Linked DNA regions of Mus musculus: regions 1 and 3 are each linked to region 2. A link is a contact called in public Hi-C data. All regions are on one chromosome and are shown on one strand. The core of a region is the stretch at or near the end of the contact, and the rest is flanking DNA. Distances in the headings are between cores, read along the strand shown. Region 1 has its middle 12 kb from the start of 4930547H16Rik. Region 2 has its middle 55 kb from the start of Med10. Region 3 has its middle 11 kb from the start of 4930547H16Rik.

Region 1 (3,111 bases), core at 515-3,014, 81 kb after region 2:
CTAAATCCTCCTTGACAGTCCCCAGGTTAATGCCATGGCCCATCTCCTGTGCTCTCTGGGAGATGTCTAAGTGACAACTCACTTTCAGGAATAAAGAAGTGAGCTTGATCAGATGTTTAATTTGCATAGACCACTGTACACTTGCCAGTAGGCTAGAATGCTATCTTAGTTAGGGTTTCCATTGCTGTGAAGAGACACCAAGACCAAGGTAACTCTTATAAAGGGACAATATTTAATTGGGTGTAGCTTATGGGTTCAGAGGTTCAGTCCATTATCATCATGGCAGGAAGCATGGCAGCATCCAGGCAGGCATGGTGCTGGAGGAGCTGAGAGTTCTACATCTTCATCTGAAGACTGCTAGGAAAAGACTGGCTCCCATGTTGTTTGGAGGAGGGTCTCATTGTCCAGCCCCACAGTGACAAACCTCCTCCAACAAGGCCACATCTCCTAATAGTGCCACTCCCTAGGCCAAGCTCATTCAAACCACCACAAATGCTTTCCTAAAAATTGCATAGCTGGCTGGGCATGGTGGTGCACACCTTTAATCCCAGCACTCGGGAGGCAGAGGCTGGCGGATTTTTGAGTTCGAGGCCAGCCTGCTCTACAGAGTGAGTTCCAGGACAGCCAGGGCTACACAGAGAAACCCTGTCTCAAAAAAAAAAAAAATTGCATAGCTGAGCAACCTTTGCTGCTTATTAAGGATGCATCAAGGAAAGGCATTCTAGCCCCATATCTCACCATTCCTGTGGCCTCAGGAATGCTCATTCTATGCCTACAGCTTCTCTAGGAAAGCTGCCTAGACCAAAGCCATTTGAAGTTTGGGCAGTAGCCAAGCTCAGCATAGTGACAAGGTTAGCCAAGAGCAAAATGATATGAGAATGAACAAAGACACTCAGGAGCTGATGGCAGCCTGTGCTTCTTGCCTGGACCTCAGTCCCCAGTCAGTTTTGGGAGTGTGTCTCTGTCTTAAATATGGAGTGGGATCCATACAGTGTTCATCTGAATGTCATCCCAGAAGGTCTTGGGAATGTGTCAGTCAATTGAGAAGTCGTTGTGGGGTACGAGGACATGTGCTTTCACATAAAAGAACCACCATCTGAACCTTACCAGCCTTGAACTCCTCTGTGACCATTCTTGCTGGACTGACCCCAAGAACAAAGCAACAGCGGCTGTAGGAGAAAAGCAGAGAGACCTCTCACCTCTCTAAAACAAGCTTAGGAAACTACCATAATACGGATATCTCACAGACAAAACCCAGGGGCTCCTCAGATAGTTGATGAATCTCTGGAAGCTTTGTGTTCTCTGCCATCATGGTGGGCTTTTTCAAGATCATGGGCAAGTCTATGATAAATTTATCTCAAATGTCAATTCCAGTAGAGCCTGCCAGTAGAGCATAAAATTAAACTTGGACCAGAATAATGGTATGAATCAAGCATGCTTCAACCTGGAACCACCACTCCAACTGCTGTGATCATGATACTATGGTAGAAAGTCACAGTATCCCCAGTCCTGAGCAGAAATAAGGGACAAACACTGCCTCCTGTCATCTCTGTATTCTGAGCCTGCAACTGTGACAGAGAGATAGGTTGGAGAATAATAGCTCAGTCTTGTGATGCCTCGCACCATGGAAACACATGTGTGGCAACCTTTCTACTCACCAGAGTGTATGCCATAGATACAGGGCCTCCTCTGTGATGGAGCACTTCACAGTAAGTACCACCAGTGAGATCAACCATGATGAGAGGCTTAAATTAGAGAAACAGAAGCCTTGCCTCCCAGGCAGAGCTCTGCTAAGGACAGCAGAACCTGTTCTATTTTGGCTCACACTGTTGAGCTTCCCATGCAGAAATTTAATAAGAAGACAGTGCATTGAAAAGGCTTGGGATCTGGTGGGATTGCTCCCAGTACAGTGACATGGAACAATTGATAAAGACATACAGCGGTGTTGCTTTGCTTTGAACTATCTCCCTCCCACTGAAGACATGGGTAGCCCTTTGAGGGCTGAAGTGCTCTCTTGTAAAAAGAACTCTGGAGCAAGCCATCTCTGCAAGCGCGCATGTAAAAGTGACAACTGAGACCTGAGAGGGAGTTTAACAATATGTTTGTGACAGATAACTTTGAATATTCAGGAGTGGAAAGATAACATTTCTCAACTGCTTCTTTAATTACAGCCTTGGAAGAGGAGGCTGTCAGCTCCACCTTCGTTCAGGAAGCTGTCTGTGATGTCTCCATTCATTATGACTGTCTATGTACTCCAGAGAGAGTTCTCAGTTGCCCTGTAACAGTAATGCCCTGTGGTGGGTCTCAGACAGGGATAGAGGCTTATCCCATGCCAGAGGTCAGTGGTCAGTGTAGTTCTGCAAAAGACGACTGAGGTTAAGTGTCATGTGCATAGTCTCACAGAGCTCAGCCTTTGAGGGGGCGTCCATCAGAGCAAATATCATGGCCATTCCATATACTGCCCACCCTCCCACCAAACACCAACATCTATCGTGCCCCCAACTGAACCAAACCTGTCTGGTTCACCAATGTCTTTGTTTATAAAAAGAGTACAATTAGGAGACACCTGGGTGTGTGCTCTTTTAAAAGCCAAATAATATGTAGGAATCCCCAAGAAGGATTAAACCACTTCAACTATGGGTTTTATCTAACGGTTCATTTCCAAAGAACCGAGTATAGAAATGTAAAGTAGTAACTGCCATGCAGTGGCCTCACAGACACCACCAAAGCCAAAGGGCTAGGGTTGTTTGCTGCAGTAACATCACATTGAGAGCCTTTGCCTTTGTGTTGCACTGACTGGTTTTGTCTATCAACTTGACACAAGCTTCAGTTAACACAGAAAAAGGAGCCTCCCTTGAGGGAATGCCTCCATAAGATCCAGCTGTAAGGCATTTTCTCAATTAGTGATCAAGGGTGGGAGAGCCCATTGTGGGTTATACCATCCCTGGGCTGGTAGTCTTGGGTTCTATAAGAAAGCAAGCTGAGCAAGGCAGTAAGCAGCACCCCTCCATCAGCTCCTGCCTCTCAGATCCTGCCCTGACTTTCTTTGGTGATGAACAGCAACATGGAAGTGTAAGCTGAATAAACCGTTTTCTCCCTAACTTGCTTCTT
Region 2 (2,859 bases), core at 84-2,583:
GATAAAGTAGTTCTGTCAATTAATAATGCTGCCATGCTTGAAATTCGAGTTCACAAACTTGGAGGCACAGATTTGCATGACTCTAGCTCTCTCATGGAAATCACATGGATTTCCACTCTATTCCACTACCGAGTGGCACCTCCTCCACTCAACTAACTCTGCTGCCATCTCATGGAGGACACCCAGGTACAAAAGAATGATAAGTAACATCCTGGTGCTTCAGAGAAGGGCTTCCTGTGGGCAGGGGTATGTTGTATCCAGCTTAGTGGCCACAGAGGAGGACCTGAACCTACTCATGTCCTCTGCTCCCTAGAAGAAGCACCCGTGAGAATGCTTGATAACCCCACCTAGCTCAGATCCTCAAGTGCTCCACCATGGGTGCTCCACATTCTCAGCTGACCCCTTGTAGGACAAAGGTGGTGTGGAGTTTGGGTAAACTTAGGTCAACTGTGAAAGGCAGGGTGGCCTCTCTGTAGCTACATCTAGATCCTTTTGCAGGCTATCTGCAAAATCGCAGCTGGTCACATATCTAAGGAGGAAGAGGACAAGGATGAAGAGGAGGAGGAGGGAGAGGAGGAGGGTGGAGAGCAGGAGGAGGGAGAAGAGGAGGAGGAAGAGGAGGAGGAAGGAGAGGAGGATGAAGAGAGTGAGAAAGAAGAGGAGTAAAGAGGAATAAGAGTACAGAGAGGAGAAAGAGAAGGAGAAGGGGACATGAAGAAGGGGAGGTGTTGGGGAAGAGGAGGGGATGAATGGACAGGAGTGGCCTAAAGGTGACTGACTAAATCAGAGTTAAAATAAAAGCCATCCAGAGACTTTGACTAGTCACACAAAAGCCATCTCAATATCCAGTAAGGGATTATTCTTGAGAAAATGATCTAAAAATGGCTTAGTGCCATCCACGTGATGGGTCCTGAGTGATCATTGCTGTGAGCTTGCCAGCCCTTCATCCACCTAGGCAGGCACTTTCTTAAATTGAAGGGGAGGGGTGTGTGTGGAGAGCAGATAGATTGATGAACAGTGCTGCAGTCTGCCTCTGGAAGCCTGTCTTTCTGTCCTGACTTGTGACCCACTTATAGAAACACACAGTGGATCTGTGGGGAGGTGCTTATACCTGCCTGCATAGGTTGGGTGTGTGTGTGTGTGGAAACTACTATGTAAGCAAGCAGAGAGCTAGAGAGCCCTCAGAAACCTACTGAATGCTGGACTTCGTCACCTCCCTTGGAACCCACCGAGACACGTCTCTAAAGCTAATGCAAGACAGCATTTGCAGTGGGCGAAATCATCAGTACATTACTATCGTGCTTTGTTCCCCCTGCATTCGTAGAAAGAGTGAAACAGTATCAATACTGTTATAAATTCTCTGGTCTCATAGAGGGTTTAACCAAACCCTTCCATCTGTTCGTTCTCCCAAGATGGCAACAAAATCATTTTCTGCCTACAAGAAATAACTTGGAGGAAGGGAAAGTCCTACATCAATTCCAAAGTCGTTTTGATTGTTCTGTGTTTGCCAGAAAGTTCTCAGAGCTGTATTTAGTTACTTTCAGGGAATCAAGCGGTTCTCAATTACACAACCTAGAGGGAGGGGCAAGCGCTTGTCAGGGCATGAGGCATCGCAGTCTTCTGCCAAGCTCAGGGGCTCATTCTGCCTCAGATTTTATAACCCCTGAGGTTAGAGGCAGAAATTGGAAGGAATCAACATGCCTGTGATACACTACAGGGCTCTGGGAGAAAGCTAATTCATAGAGGACCCATGGGTGTGTTCATGGAGAAACACTCATAAACACAAACTCCCCAGCCACAAGCCAAGGAGCCACTCTAAGCAAAGGGTTCTTCTATAGAACACTTTATATGAACCCAACTCTCAGACTTAGCACCCCAACATGACCAACAACTGCGAGGGCCACAACAGAGGACAGATCTCAGGCTCACAGCTGGCCTGTGTGGTGACAAAGCCTCTGTATGCCCCTCTCTCTCTCTCTCTCTCTCTCACTCTCTCTCTCTCTCTCTCTCTCTCTCTCTCTCTCTCTCTCTCTCTCTCTCTCTCTCTCTCTCGTGTGTGTGTGCATGCGTGTATGAAAGCTGTTCCCACTTCTTATTTGCCTCCAAGATTCCCACTCTCTTTATATTCCAGGGACGGGAATGTACATTGCCTTTTGTCCCAGAATATTTTATTTCCACCTTATCACTTGCTATAATTGGTCTGAATACTGTGTTCCTGGAAAATTATTATGTTGGCACACAACTCCCCAGGTTACAGTGTAGAAAGAGGGGTTTGAAAGAGCCCTGAGGGTGGGGCCTCCTTGGTAGTTTTACTGCCTGTAATCTCTAACTTTGTCAACTGAACACTCTTGAAAGTCACCTGGCAAAAAAATGTCTCAGCCAGGGGTTATCTATATCAGGTGGGCTCATGGACATGTCCTGAGGAGAAATTGTTATACTGTAGTCAGCTATTCCCTAGGCAGCCATTCTTAACCTGTATAAGACTGGATATATTGAGATGAGCACGAGCAAGCAAGCTAGCAAACAAGCAAACATGCACTCATTGATGATATTGACCAGGGACATGACAAGACCTGACTTGTGTACCTCTGAGTGACGGACCATACCCAGGAACTGTAAGCACAACCAACCATTTCTTCCACCTTTCTCTCTGTAGTTATCACAAACAAAACAAAAAAAAAACCAAACAAACAAAGCCAGGTCCCTTTAAAAGGAGATTCAAGGATGGCTCCTCCCATCTGACACAGGAAGTCAGAGTAACAGGCTAACTAGCCATCCACTAGGAACTGGATTCTCTGCAGCCACCAAACCTGCCAGTGCTCTAACCTTGAGCGTCTAGACTCCAAAAATGAGGAATAA
Region 3 (3,005 bases), core at 378-2,877, 100 kb after region 2:
GGCTCCATTGTTTTGAGGACCACAGAAAGACAAGGCACACAGCGCTCACCTCATAGCAGCTGAGAAGCAAAGAGAGAGAGAAAGATGTTAGGGCCCCAGTATGTCCACCAAAGGGATGCCCCATGACCCATGAACTTCCTCCAACTAGGCTCCACTTCCTAACAGTGCCACGGCTCCAAGGGACCTTAGCTTTTACTAGGTGACTCATTTAAGATCCAAAGTGTGTTGAACAGAAACCAAGTGTCTTGGGGTCAGAAGAAGACAGAACCAGGGGTGAGCCTGACCCCGGGAATGGCTGAGTGATGTTTGCAGCGGTTTGTAACTACTCTAGATGGAGAGCTACCGAGATACAATAGGCATGGACCACAGATGGGTTAGATGCCCTGTACTGCAAACAACAGCCTCAAAACTTAACAATTCTTCTTCTCAAATGGCTGATATGTTAGTAGTGGCATTGAAGAATTAGACAACTACCACGGAGACAAGGCCAAGGGTAATAAGCATCATGAGTATCTTCCAGTTCACTTGGCGAGGGGCCACACATGCTTACAAAGTAGCTGAGGTAGCCACCTGTATTGGAAACGCTTTTAGGATGAGTGTAGCAGTCACTGTGAGTGGGTTATCATTCTTATGTGATTGCTAAGAAACTTGAATTTCATGGAAAGTGGATTATTTTCCTCCCAAATCAACTCCTAGAGTAGTGTCCAGAAAGTCAGCCCATGAGACTGTTTACCGATATCTCTACCTCAGTCACAGGGCTTGGCTAGACTATGACAGGACAAACAGAAGGACATCCCCACTCGTGTACGTGATTCCAGTGGTCACGGAAGCTGAGATTAAACACCATCACCACCGTGCGTGCGGTCCCTGATCTCGTGAGCCATGCTGACAAGGTGGTTCTCCAGGGACAAAGAGCTGCCTGGCTACATCCATGACATTGACCTCAGAGAGGGCATTCATAAAGTCCTTTTAGAACTACTCTGAAACTAGGCCTGATCGTATATCTCGTATCTAGCAGTCAGTCAACAATCACATGCCCACTTTCTCTGAAACTCTTGTGCTCTGCTCAAACACAAAATTAGGGGCAGTGGATGATGGATTGTTCCCGGTTTGATAATCTTTATATTCAGATGTTCTCCTTTATAAAATAGAAGGGGAAGTAAGCTGATGGCAGACAAACTTAGCTTCTGAGGTCATGGGACAATGGGCAGTCAACGGCATAGTAATCAGGAGGACTCAGCATTTGACAGAAGCTTGAGGTAAGTAAATGCTTTAAGGCTTATTTCAAAACACTCTCCATTTACGCATTTCTAGCTCCGTACTAACCCCAAACCCAAGCATTTATAAACTTTTAGCTGTAAAATCCTCCATATCCTAGACCTTGAATGCTCTAGCCTCTCTTGCATCTCCCCCCCCCCACACACACACACACACACACTCAGGGTGTGACGCTGGAAAAGTGTCACGGCAGGCCAGGTCTCATTTCCTCCTCACACAGGCCTTGTTCCAGGTCGAAGCACAGTTTTTGTGTGGTACTTTTAAAAATAGCCCGCTTGGGTTCCAAGCGCAAGCTAGCTCATCATTGCCTAAGCACTGCCTTGGAGAGGAGCCCAGACTGGAGGCTGCAAGAGGTGTGGGAGCCAGGCAAGGGAGCCAGACAGATGGGCCGAGGCTCTGAACGATGCGCAGACCACAGTGCAGCCATGAACGACATGCTCCACTGTGGCCACCTAGGAGTCAGCCCTTGAGTCCCACAGACAGATGAACATTGGGAGTAAGCCCATGCAGGACCCCAAAGCTGGTTCTCCCGCCTCACTGGATGGCCAGTCTCAGCTTACTGGTGACTCCCTCTTCAGTTTTGGTCTATGCCTTTTCAGTTGTCAGAAACACCGAGAGACCTGATCTTCACCCTCCCATAGACCTGGTCTGAGGACAAGGAAGGGATGGATGGTCCTTTTATTTTGTCTTTGTTATTCCCAGAGGCTCTTCTGGAGACGGGAGGGGAGTGCAGGGTAAGGGAGCCAAGGCTTCTTCCCACCAGTCTCTCTGTTTGTATCAAGGTTCCCATCCTCAGGGCCCTGGTTCCAGTGCTCAGCTGGACACAGAGAAGAGGGTGAGACCCACTAACAGGCAGCTCATGACCTACATGAGGGAAAAGAATAAGTAAGACCAGGTCTTAAATTTCTAGGTGAATTCTGTCAAACAGAGCTAACTGAAGAGAGTCACAGCCCCCCCCCACACACAGACACACACATACACACACAGAGACACACAGAGACACAAATAGATATATACACAGACACACAGAGACACACACAGAGACACAAATAGAAATACACACACACACATACAAACATATACATACACAGACACACATACACACACAGAGACATACAAACATACATAGACACATACACACACAGACACACAGAAACATACACATATACACACATATGCACACATATACACATACATACATACATACACACACACATACATACACTCATATACACATACATTCACACACATACACACACATAAACACACATAAACACACACACATACACACATAGACAGACAGAGACATACACATATACACACATATACACATGCACATACACATATATACACACGCACATATATACACATATACACACATAACACATACATACATACACATACACACATATACACATACATACACACACATATATACACATACACTATACACTGTCCTACTCAAGTGTCCAGGATGCCCCCAAAGGACATGTTCAGCCAAGCAAGATAAAACAACAACGCAGCCTTCTGGACTAGAGATTGCTCATCATAATCTGTCTGTCTGTGATTTAACTTAATGACAGACTGTGAAATCACACAGAGGATAGCTGGGAGTTAATTCTAAACGCTCAGAGTTCAAAGTTCCTAGATCATCTAGAAGCCTAATCACTGTGCCACTGGACACAGGTGCTGCGCTCAGTCATGGAAGTGATGCAGAGGTCCACCGC

Evidence for each region. Hi-C and Micro-C count contacts between places; a contact is called where the count stands out from the background.
Region 1: a Hi-C map of cortical neurons shows a contact between it and region 2, with 2.9 times the contacts expected there. The contact joins two enhancer-like sites. A contact is called at or near these places in 5 of 484 Hi-C or Micro-C datasets (Th1 cells, cerebral cortex, cortical neurons and 2 more).
Region 3: a Hi-C map of cortical neurons shows a contact between it and region 2, with 4 times the contacts expected there. The contact joins two enhancer-like sites. A contact is called at or near these places in 6 of 484 Hi-C or Micro-C datasets (Th1 cells, cerebral cortex, cortical neurons and 2 more).

The regions. Positions count from the first base shown.
Region 1 is chr13:69,783,289-69,786,399 of GRCm38.p6, reverse strand. No RefSeq gene overlaps it. Among named protein-coding and RNA genes, the nearest start is that of 4930547H16Rik, 12 kb to the right of the region's middle. Within about 2 kb of position 1,764, at least 6 of the 459 cell types and tissues checked have an H3K27ac peak or open chromatin away from gene starts, as enhancers often do. A contact at or near this core is called in cortical neurons, where this site is marked.
Region 2 is chr13:69,863,720-69,866,578 of GRCm38.p6, reverse strand. No RefSeq gene overlaps it. Among named protein-coding and RNA genes, the nearest start is that of Med10, 55 kb to the right of the region's middle. Within about 2 kb of position 1,333, at least 7 of the 459 cell types and tissues checked have an H3K27ac peak or open chromatin away from gene starts, as enhancers often do. A contact at or near this core is called in cortical neurons, where this site is marked.
Region 3 is chr13:69,760,198-69,763,202 of GRCm38.p6, reverse strand. No RefSeq gene overlaps it. Among named protein-coding and RNA genes, the nearest start is that of 4930547H16Rik, 11 kb to the left of the region's middle. Within about 2 kb of position 1,627, at least 48 of the 459 cell types and tissues checked have an H3K27ac peak or open chromatin away from gene starts, as enhancers often do. A contact at or near this core is called in cortical neurons, where this site is marked.